Regions from separate parts of the Mus musculus genome. Here region 1 is linked to region 2. A link is a contact called in public Hi-C data. All regions are on one chromosome and are shown on one strand. The core of a region is the stretch at or near the end of the contact, and the rest is flanking DNA. Distances in the headings are between cores, read along the strand shown. Region 1 holds the start of Alk (anaplastic lymphoma kinase). Region 2 overlaps Alk (anaplastic lymphoma kinase).

What was found. A called contact is a pair of places that touch in the nucleus more often than the background predicts.
Region 1: a Hi-C map of the N1E-115 cell line shows a contact between it and region 2, with 2.5 times the contacts expected there. The contact joins the promoter of Alk here to the enhancer-like site in region 2. A contact is called at or near these places in 1 of 39 promoter capture datasets (trophoblast stem cells) and 3 of 484 Hi-C or Micro-C datasets (the N1E-115 cell line, nephron progenitors and tail fibroblasts).

The regions. Positions count from the first base shown.
Region 1 is chr17:72,600,389-72,605,780 of GRCm38.p6, reverse strand. Alk (anaplastic lymphoma kinase) reads left to right here and starts at 1,474. Exons shown (of 29, transcript NM_007439.2): 1 at 1,474-2,753. The coding sequence starts at 2,072.
Region 2 is chr17:72,416,804-72,421,829 of GRCm38.p6, reverse strand. The region is part of intron 1 of Alk (anaplastic lymphoma kinase); the gene reads left to right. Among named protein-coding and RNA genes, the nearest start is that of Alk, 180 kb to the left of the region's middle. Within about 2 kb of position 1,404, at least 2 of the 459 cell types and tissues checked have an H3K27ac peak or open chromatin away from gene starts, as enhancers often do. A contact at or near this core is called in the N1E-115 cell line, where this site is marked.

The DNA.
Region 1 (5,392 bases), core at 225-2,724, 180 kb before region 2:
GACACACAGCCATTATCTGAAAGAAAAGGAGACTGGAGGGAGAACCTGGCATTTTAAGTAAGTGAATAAATAGAAGGCCTTGAGTGTGTGTGCCACCGCCCCACACAACCTTCTTCCACAGAGTCATATCCATAGCCTCTGGCCTGCTACTCATGGACCGCTAGGGCAAAGTAGCAGTCAAGAGGACTGGAGGGTGGGCTTGGAAGTCTCACATGAGCAAATGATCCAGAACTGGAATTAAAAATATCCGTCTCATGTGTGGTGGTTTATGCTTGTAATCCCAAATCCCAGCACTTGAAAAGCCGGAACAGGATTTCCAAGAGTTCCTAGTCAGTCTAGGCAGTGTAGTGAGTTCAAGCCCAGCCTGGGCTACAAAAACGAGGTCGTATTTCAAAAAAGGCCAAAATAAAAAAAGTGAATAAACAAATAGTGTCGTGGTGGGGTGGTTGCTCAGCGGCAGAGCGTTCGCTTGTCTTATAGAAGGCTCTGAGTTTCATCCCCAGTTTCTGTCTGGAAACCTGTGCAGACACCATTATGAGAAAACCAAGTGGCTGACAGGTCTGACAGCATTTGTTGCGGCTAAAGCCGAAGAAGAACAACTCAGGCTCTCAGGAATGCTTTCAAATAACAGGAGTGTTGGAGAAGGTTCCCTTTCAAGGCTCCAAGGCTCTTGAATCTTGCAGGGCCTCGCTACCCCTGCCTCCTTCTGGTTTTTCTTTGCCTCCAGATTTATTCCGGAACCTGCTCCTCTGAAGTCGGACACATTTAATCTGTTAAATGTATAATTAGACAGAGTGTTTGGTTGCAACGATCGCTTCCAGTTTTCCCATTTATCCAAAATACTCTCTTGTTCGCACAGCGGAGAAATAGGGCAGGCAATCTGGAGGAAGGAACAGGCACCAGCAGCGGGAGGCGGGGCGGGCTTGGTGCTTTTCTCAATGAATACTGAGGCCTCTGCAGATTTGCATAGGAGCAGATCTCGCAGCGGCATTGGCCGGCGGGCTTGGAAGGGGGCGGGGCCGGCTGCGTGGGCTGGGCGGCTGCGCTGAGTTCGCTCTAGAGCCCCGCCCCTCGCGGAGGCCCCGCCCCCCTTCGGCGCGCGCTCGCGGCACTGCCAGCTGCAAGTGGCGGGCGCCCAGGCAGATGCGATCCAGCGGCTCTGGGGGCGGCAGCAGCGGTGGCAACTGGCACCTCCCGCTGCTTCTGTCCAGCGGTTCTCGGGGGGGCAGTAAGACGTTTTCCGTTCGCCCCCTGGCCAGTCAACAAAACCGCGGGCGCTGCTGGTAGGTGAGGAGGGGGCTGGCTACATTGCGGGCTCCTCTGCCCGGAATGTTTTCACTAGTCGCCAGCGGCCAGGGCCGCCCGGGTGCTTGGGAGTGAACTCCGAGGAACCAAGACGTCGGTGACGGCAAGGACGCTGCAAACTTGCGCGCGTGGAGGCAGCGGGAGCCTCCTCTCCGCAACGCAGAGCTCGTGTTCACGCCCAGAAGTTCAGCGGGCAGGGTGATCGATCCGAAGACTTCCTGCAGCGGAGGTCACTTGAGGGGGCGCTAGAAAGCAGCCCCCTCCGGTGGTCCTTGCCTAGACCTGGGAAGGAGCGCAGAGGAGGTGACAGGAGCGGAGGACGTGGGCAAGACAGTGACCGACTCGGAGCCACGGTTCACAGCCTGGAAAGTTGCAGAAGATTGGAAGCTAAGAGGAGAGCTCTGGTCGCCGAGGGCTCCTTGAACGGTACCTAATTGCCACCTCCCTGGTCCCTGAGCAAAGGCCTCTACAAATGGGGCGCAGCACGGCGAGAGGCGCAGGATCCAGCTGTTGAGCCCAGGGTGTCTCACTGTCTCCGAACTACCCCCTGACTTTGTCTTCCGTTTTGCTGAGAACCCTTCTCGCCTCCTTGTAGCTTGGGAAAAGCAAGGGCGCTCTATAGTGTACACACAGTCCCTGAGATCTAGTGGAAGGAGCCATTCAGGACCAAGGACTATTTGGAGCCCTTTCCTGTTTGGGGGAGAGTGAAGGGCGAGGCTGGACCAGCAAGGGAAGGGAGACTAGTGTAAACTCGCCCTCCAGCGGGATGGGAGCTGCTGGGTTCCTGTGGCTGCTGCCTCCACTGCTTTTGGCAGCAGCCTCGTACTCCGGAGCTGCAACCGATCAGCGCGCGGGTTCCCCAGCCTCAGGGCCTCCTCTGCAGCCCCGGGAGCCGCTCAGTTATTCGCGCCTGCAGAGGAAGAGTCTGGCAGTGGACTTCGTTGTACCCTCGCTCTTCCGCGTCTATGCCCGAGACCTGCTGCTACCGCAGCCACGGTCCCCCTCGGAGCCCGAGGCTGGCGGGCTGGAGGCGCGGGGATCACTGGCCCTGGATTGTGAGCCTCTGCTCAGGCTGCTGGGGCCACTGCCTGGAATCTCCTGGGCAGATGGAGCCAGTTCTCCTAGTCCCGAGGCGGGTCCGACGCTGTCCAGGGTGCTGAAGGGAGGCTCGGTGCGCAAGCTCAGGCGTGCCAAACAGCTGGTGCTGGAGCTGGGCGAGGAGACGATTCTTGAAGGCTGTATTGGTCCCCCAGAGGAGGTAGCGGCTGTGGGGATACTCCAGTTCAACCTCAGCGAGCTGTTCAGCTGGTGGATTCTCCACGGCGAAGGGAGGCTGAGGATCCGCCTGATGCCTGAGAAGAAGGCATCGGAAGTGGGCAGGGAGGGAAGGCTATCCAGTGCGATCCGAGCCTCCCAGCCCCGCCTTCTCTTCCAGATCTTCGGGACGGGTGAGCAGCTCCCACTAGAGTGTGTTGGGATTTGCATTTTTAGTTATACGACATGTAGACACTGCTAACTAACTCTTATTCTTCTAGCCCCCTTTTCATCGTACTTGAACTTAGACCCGTGGTTTCTTTTTATGTGCTTAAACATAGTAACTTCCCAATAGAACCTTCTCTCTCTCTCTCTAGCAACCAAGTTGGGAGAAAAGTTTTCCAGTGTTGGCAGAATGCCTTCCACTGACTTACACACGATCCCACTGGATCATAATTGGATGCCCTCCTTCCTGAGCTCTGAGAATGGCTGAAACGTCCCTATAACGCCCGAGTTCCAAGTTACGGGACCTCACACTATTGCTCTTTTTTTCTTGACTCTTGTTTCTCTTCTAGACGACCACCTATTTGGAGAATGTGGTCGAATTTCCCAGAGAATAGAGAATTCCCCTTAATACTGAGTCTCAGCCAACTGCCTGTCCCTGTCCCTCCTCTCCAGTGCTGGCTAACCCAGAGGTTCTCTTTTCCTTAATTATTCATTCTGCCACATTGGACTCCCACCTCCAGACTGTTTACACACTCAGACTCTCGATGTTCTCAGATGTCCCAGGAAAGTCCCAGAGGAACTAAGGAACAGGGGCAGGAGAGTTGTAGGGAATGGGATGAAAACTGTTGAGGTTACTTTGCTTCGGGGGGAGAAGCAAGACAGTTGCCTTTCCTGCCTCCCCCTTTGTTTGCCCTGGGAGTCTTAGCTTGCATGTGTGTAGCAGCTGCTCTGGATGAGAGCTCTGGCAGGCTCTCATTGCTGGAGGCTCCTGGAGTGAGGTTTCTGTTTCATTTACTTCCCCCATTTCTTCCAAAATTCACCGCATTAGGGGCTGTATGTGCAAGCATTTACTTCTAACTCTGCAGTAGTGTCTTTTGAATGGCAAGCCAGGTGGTTTTGAATGAGTGTGTCTCTCAGAAGACCGTGAGGGGAAGGACTTGTGAATGAATTAAATATGCAATGTAAATGAATGAGAAAAACCGCAGAAAGAGAAATCATGCTTTTAAAAAGAAGCCCACACTGATTTCATTGAACAAACCTAGCTTCTTTTCTACGTCCTCATCATCAGAAATAGATGGAGTTCTTATGCTCCACTGGTTACTAATGTTTAGTATTAATTGGATGAAAAGCATCGAATAGGGTCCATTGTAGAGGTACAGCTTCTCCCTTGCTTACACACACACACACACACACACACACACACACACACACACACACACACACACACACACACACAGAGTCAGTGCTCCCCTGTAGCAGAGCTACCGAGAAGCTGAGACTCCTCTGTCATTGCACAGAAACTATACTGGCATGTGGTCCTCCAGGGAAACAGAATGTGGATTTGTATTTCAGCACGGGCATGGGTGACATCGGTGCCACTTCAAACAAGCCCCTTATGATCAGTGCTGGAATTTGTATTGTGCCTAGTGAAAGGCAGGGTCTGATGAGCTTGGCAGTGCCTTCAGTGAAATAAATGACACGAAACAATGAAACTGTTGTCTCACTAAGGACACTTTTGTAAAGAACAGCTGGGCTGTAACAGTATTGTGGCTTTTGCGGTTTATACATGAAACCTCTTTTAGCGTTCAGGGCTTCTGTAATGGATGTAAAATGACTTCTCTGGAAAGACAAATTTTCTTTCACGTTCATGTCTTTGAGCACTGTTGGGGCTTCCTCATCACCTCTTGTGATATGACCATATGCCCCAGCAGTCTATATCAACTGTTGTCACATGTTTGATGTCAAAGAGGATCATTTTCGAGCCCCAAACTTACCAACTATAGACAGGCTGCTAAGAAACTATCAGTGGATATCTGAGTCACAGACCGCATTCGAAGAACATACTACTGTAGTTGAGCCCTGTGTGCAGAAATCAAACTGTGCTCAGGGGGAGCTTCATGGAGAAAGGACTGTCTCCCAAGCGCTGGTCTGCTACTGGTTACAAGGAAGTATGAGCTTCCCAAGTCCTCCCTGAGGAGCTCGGTCCATTTGGCAGCGGGGCCAATCCTTATGCATCATTTGACACACATAGAAATGCTGGCTTCAGAAAGAGCCAGGATTCTGCCATTAAAAGGCCAGAAATTTTGGCCAGGCATATTTTTTTTTCCCAACAGGATTGGGATCAAATGGTTATTGATGGGATCAAATAAGACACTAAGTGTAAATGGATGAGCTCTCTGTGACCTCCAGAGAGACAGACAGCTTGTTGAAGAGCACTTCAGGCTCCGTGGTCGCCATACTTGAACAAGATGGGCTCTCTTGTCTCTGAGGGCAGGTCCTGTCTGTGGCTAGGCAGCTAGGCACACAAGACTGGCCTCTTGCCTCACTGCCTCCCCAGCATCCCTCAGATACTGGTTCCATCACAGACCTTTCCATGGTGTTGTAACACACCATATTCCATGTTGGGGGCAGCGCACATCACTGTGGCTCCATTCATCTCTTGGTATGGAAATTCTGGCTTTCATTCTGCCACTGTGGTTGATTTTTTCTACTTCTTATGTTGGGGCAGGAGATGAGTTTATTCTTTTTCATATAGCCTCTTAGTTATAGAATGGAATTTTTTTCTCTTTTGTGACATAGGGTACTCCATTAAACACAAGGAAAATGG
Region 2 (5,026 bases), core at 155-2,654:
ACTGTCTGTTCACAGACACTTGGAGGGCTGAGGTGTTACAGAGGAGGGCTCCCTAGCTACACGCATACAGAAACTCAGCATTTCCTGAGTTTATATTTTACACTTCTATACTACTTTTTCTTACATGGGTTTAGAAGTGATTATGCGTTAAAGCGTGCAAACTCGGTGAAAACAATTCCTCTTACTGATAAATAACAGTGCTAATAAGCCAGAGCTGCCAGCATGCATGGGTTGGCAAAGGTATTTAGCCTAAAAGGAGATTTTTCCTTCCCAGATGGATTTGGAACACTGCTTTAGGAAATTTAGTATTTACTTACCACTAATGAGAAATCAGAGCCCGGGAATAGCTATCCTTGTGCCTTTCGTCAGTACAAATGGATAGATGCTGTGACACAGTAGTTCCCGTGTGATAGTTATCCCCTTGGGGTCTTCCCTGCCCCTCCTCCAGCTCTCCTTTGGAGTAGAGATGCAAGCACAGGAGAAAGGATGCTGTGTTCCGTATCCTGCTCAAGCTAGTTCATGCTCATCGAGGCACAGCCTGGACCTGAGGACCAGGTTGGCTTCACACTTACGCTCTGGCTAAAGGCATCCCGTCTCAATTCAAGGTACAAGAAAAGAGCATCAGGAGTCAGCACAGACTGTTTTTACTGTGTGGCCTTGGGCATGATTTATCATTGCTAATTGTTGAGAACCACTAGTCTAAATAGTAGGTAATCGGCAAAGGAGTCGGCCAGGCCACCTTCACCGGGATGCCCTTTACAGCTACAGGGCTGGTAGATCTTTGACATCAGCATCTTTGGTGCTGAGCAACCCCTTCAACCTTTGCAGTCATTGTCACTGTCGTGCATTGTTTCCGTTTGTTCTGGTTCTGGTACCAAGTTCTCTATGACAGATTAAAGAGCATCTTGCCTTCCCTACAGAGATGATACAAAGTGGCATGAGGTAAGACGCTTCTCAAAACATGAAACAATTTGGCCGGGATCAGACTATGTTTTCATGTTCATGCCAAAGGGGACATTGCTATTTCTCTCTCTGTACGCGTAGCAATCAGAGCTATGGTAGAAATTGTCAGAAACCAACCAGAAAAACTTTCTTGAAGTCTGTCAAGGGCACCCAGTTATGGTTCCGTCAAGCTTAAACCTTGGGAAGTTACAGGAAGAAATTGGAAATCGCCCTGGGTAATGGAGAGCCAAATTGGGCCTTAGAGTAGGTAGCAGGGTGACTTATTTTTTAATGTTTCCAACATGAAAGAACACAATTGATTTTTTTCCTCCTTAATCCCTCCAACTCCCTGGCTTTTATTGTTTCTAAAATAAGATAAACCAAGCAGGTGTTATTTCAGCTCTGTAAACAATCTTTATTTTTCTGGCCGATAGGAATAGAAATGTAGCCAGAGACCAGGCTTAGGAGAGAGGAGAGCCAGGCAATCAAGGAAATCATTGATCTTAACTTAGCCGGCTCCATCCACCCTGCCAGTGCTCACTGTGGTCGCACGCCCCTCCCCCATAACTCACCCTCTGGTCTCTGCCAATACCTCATGAAAGTGCAGAGCCTAAGGCAGAGACATCTTCAAGTGTGTTGGTTCCTCTCTCGGATCAAATCACACTTGTTATTTTGTAAGATTAGTGGCATCTCTGAAATGACTCCACTCTTTCAGTCCAGGCAAATAATTGTCAAATGACTTTATTTTAATGCTTCAGTGCTGGGAACATTCGAGAGGGTGTCTGTTTTATTGTACACTCTGACGTTCCTGACCTGTTTTCTCTTTCCTCTGTATGTGTCTGCCATGGGCATAACCATGTTAGTTAGCATCAAAGGCCTTTTCTGAGTTAGTGGGCAGTCAGCAGGATGTAGACAGGAGAAATGGCCTTAGCAAGAGACGGACACTTGATTTGAAGATGAAGAAGAACGAGAGAGATGGGACATACGACCCCATTCCATCTGGCTTCAAGTGTTTGTGGTAGGTGTGTGTGTGTGTGTGTGTCCCAGAGACTCCTCTTGCAGATCCCCCAGTTGGCTGCTGCTGGAATGTATTCACCCACCCAGCAGGAACCTGTCCCTTCTGCTAGTCCTGAGTCTTAAGGGTCTCAGCCTGGGGTGTGTCCCACATGTCTCTAGCAAGTTAGCTCCAGGCGCCTGCTTTCAGGGATAGTCCTCAGTGTAGGTGTAGTAGTAAAGGCAGAAGCAGGAGACCACACAGAATAAAGGTCCTTAGTGACACCCCTCTTTAAATAAGTGGTTGCTGTTTTGTCCAAAGAAAACTATTTCCCCAAATTTCAAGAGGCAGAAGGGACAAATGGCCATCTGTGGTACCTATCAGCATACCAATGTGCATGCTGGCCTCTAGGCTCCATCAGCATCACTGGTACCTGCTACACATTTCAAAGTCCATGCTAGCATCCTGGCTCTTCTCACCTCTTCCCCAGCCCTAAACTCCATCCTGCTCCCAGGGTCCCTGTCTCCTCCCCGTCCCGGTTCTCCTTATAACTTTGTTATTTTAGGTGTGTAAGAACACGGCTTGGTCTCTTGGTCTCCCTCTCAATCCCCTTCTCTCTACCCCTCCCCCCAGCCATGTTCGGTCTACTCTCTCTCCCTGCTCTGGACTCTTCCAGAAGCCTCTGGCTGTTCTCTCACGGCTACAGTAAAAACCTTCCTCTTATTCGTACCATGGAGCGTCATATCAACAGTTTATACTGTTGCTCTATCTTACCTTAGCCTTCAGAGCCCTATTTTCTTTACTCCTAAAGTGGAGCTAACAAACTATGCTACTCCAGTGTAAAAAATGTTAATGATCGTGGTGCATCACGGTTATTTTTAAATAATTACTGATGAGAATTGGTAGTTCTGGTGATATTTGGTTAGCCCACTTTATGCTCCCAACAGTCGCACATGTGCACTTGCCCAAGAGCTATCTAGATTCACGAATGAAAGACACACACACACACACACACACACACACACACACACACACACACACACACACACACACCAGTTAATTTTAATATGCCTTAACTAGCTTGACTAGCTTAATGGCTGGGCAATTCTAATCCTTCCTGCTAGCACAGACTCCCCTCCTGTACTTCTGAGTTAACATCTTTTAAAATCTGAATTTCATCTCTGCCACCCCAAACACAATTGGGGAAATGCTCGGGGGCCTCTTCCCCTGATTCTCACCTGTCGGCAGGCCTTTAGGTCTGGTCTTTTTGTTCCTCATCATGGTGATCTCTGCTTCCTTTCTCTCCCCCAGTTTCTAGCACTCCTAAACCTCAAATTCCCACCTCAGTCTACCTGCCCAGCCATTGGCCACTGGCTTTTAATTGATGGATCAAAATCCAATTAGGGACAAGGAGCTTCAGCATTTGGATATGCAGAGTCCTGATTTGGGGGGGCCAGATTAATTCAAAGCATTAGAACCAATCCTCAACAGGTAGTAGAGTTTATGTACATTTTAATAACCAAGAATGGCCCTGGTGATTGAACAACAGAGCTGCATATTTGAGCTGTAAAGTGTGTCAAATAAACAAAACAAGAAGACACAGGGTACCTACTCTGCCTCTACCTTGCCCAGAAAGTATTTATGGCCTCAGAATTGACCCTAACAGTTCGTAGGGCAAGACTTTGTATAGATGGCCTTGGGGACTGGGATTCTAAGCTGTCACAGGAACCTGGTGTACTCAAGTGACTCAGAAGGCTCAAAGGAGAGAGGAGTCAAATGCACAGTCTTTATTAGGACTAAGGAAGCAAACAGGGAGGCACACACCCTACAGTCATGACTCTCAATGCGCTTACTACCACTGAGACCATGGGTAGGGTGAACCTAGATAAACCTTCTTCTGAGTCTCTGTGTCAAGGCCACATTACCCTTAGCATTCTGTACAGAGCTTGATGCTGCCTCTTTCCTGAAAAGCCCGTGGAGGCTATTACTTCTTTGCATTGGCTAAATACAGATTGTGATTGCCTGCTTGGGTAGTTTATGGACCGTGGAAGAAGCCAGGACCGTCTTTTCTTTGGAACTGGGGAGTTGGGTGAAATCCTGCCAAGTGTGCTGGTTAGTTTTTGTCAACTTGACACAAATAAGTCCCCTGGGAAAGAAACCTCAGCTAGGGAATTGCTTTCATCAGATTGGCCTGTGGAGACATTTTCTTAACTGCTAGTCGATGTAGGAGGCTCCAGCTCACTGTGGTCAGTACTGTCCCTTGGCCATGGTCCCAGACCATATTAAGAAGCAAGCTGAGCAAACCAGGAGGAGCAAGCCAGTAAGCAGCACTCCTCCATGACCTCTGCTTCGGTTCCTGCTTCCAGATTCCTCCTGCCTTGACATTTCTTTCCCAAACTGTTTTTAGTAGGTGTTTTATCACAGCAACAGAAAGCTCAGTATAACTCGGAGCTTCCTTCCTACCAGCTCAGCTCTCCAGCGAAGTCTTTTATTGAATTAAAGTCTAAGAATTTCTTCAAGAAGGCACAGCCTGTTGCCTACCCCCCCCCCCGGTTTGGTTAGCGATCTCAGGAGAATTTCCGTATCCTGGGGCTGTATTTATTTAACTCTATTATTTATTCTGCACCAAGAGACCATTTTTATTGGTGTGTTTGTTCTCTGAAGGGGATGGTTAGCACTAGGAACTGATGTAAAAGAGCTTCCATCCCCAGACTCCTAAGGCACATCATAATGAAGGTGGGCAGAAGAGCTCCTCTGGCAATTCAAAATGACAGACCCATTCCCTAGAGCAGACTGTCAAAGTGTATATTTCTCAAGAGCAACGTCAATATCATTTGGAAATGTAGTATCTGTGTAAAAACCTTGGTTCCACTCCACCCATTGAATCCAACCCCATCTACTAGATCCCACCCCATCCACTGGATCCCACCCCACCCTCTGGATCTTATTCTTCTCCCTGCATCTCATCCATCCTACTGAATCAACCTCCTGGGCATGGTGTTACCACTTTGTGCTTTAACATGTTGATGTCTTTTAAAGTCTAAGTTAAGGTCCTAGGTAGTCTGGAGGAATGGATGTTAAGTGAGTTAT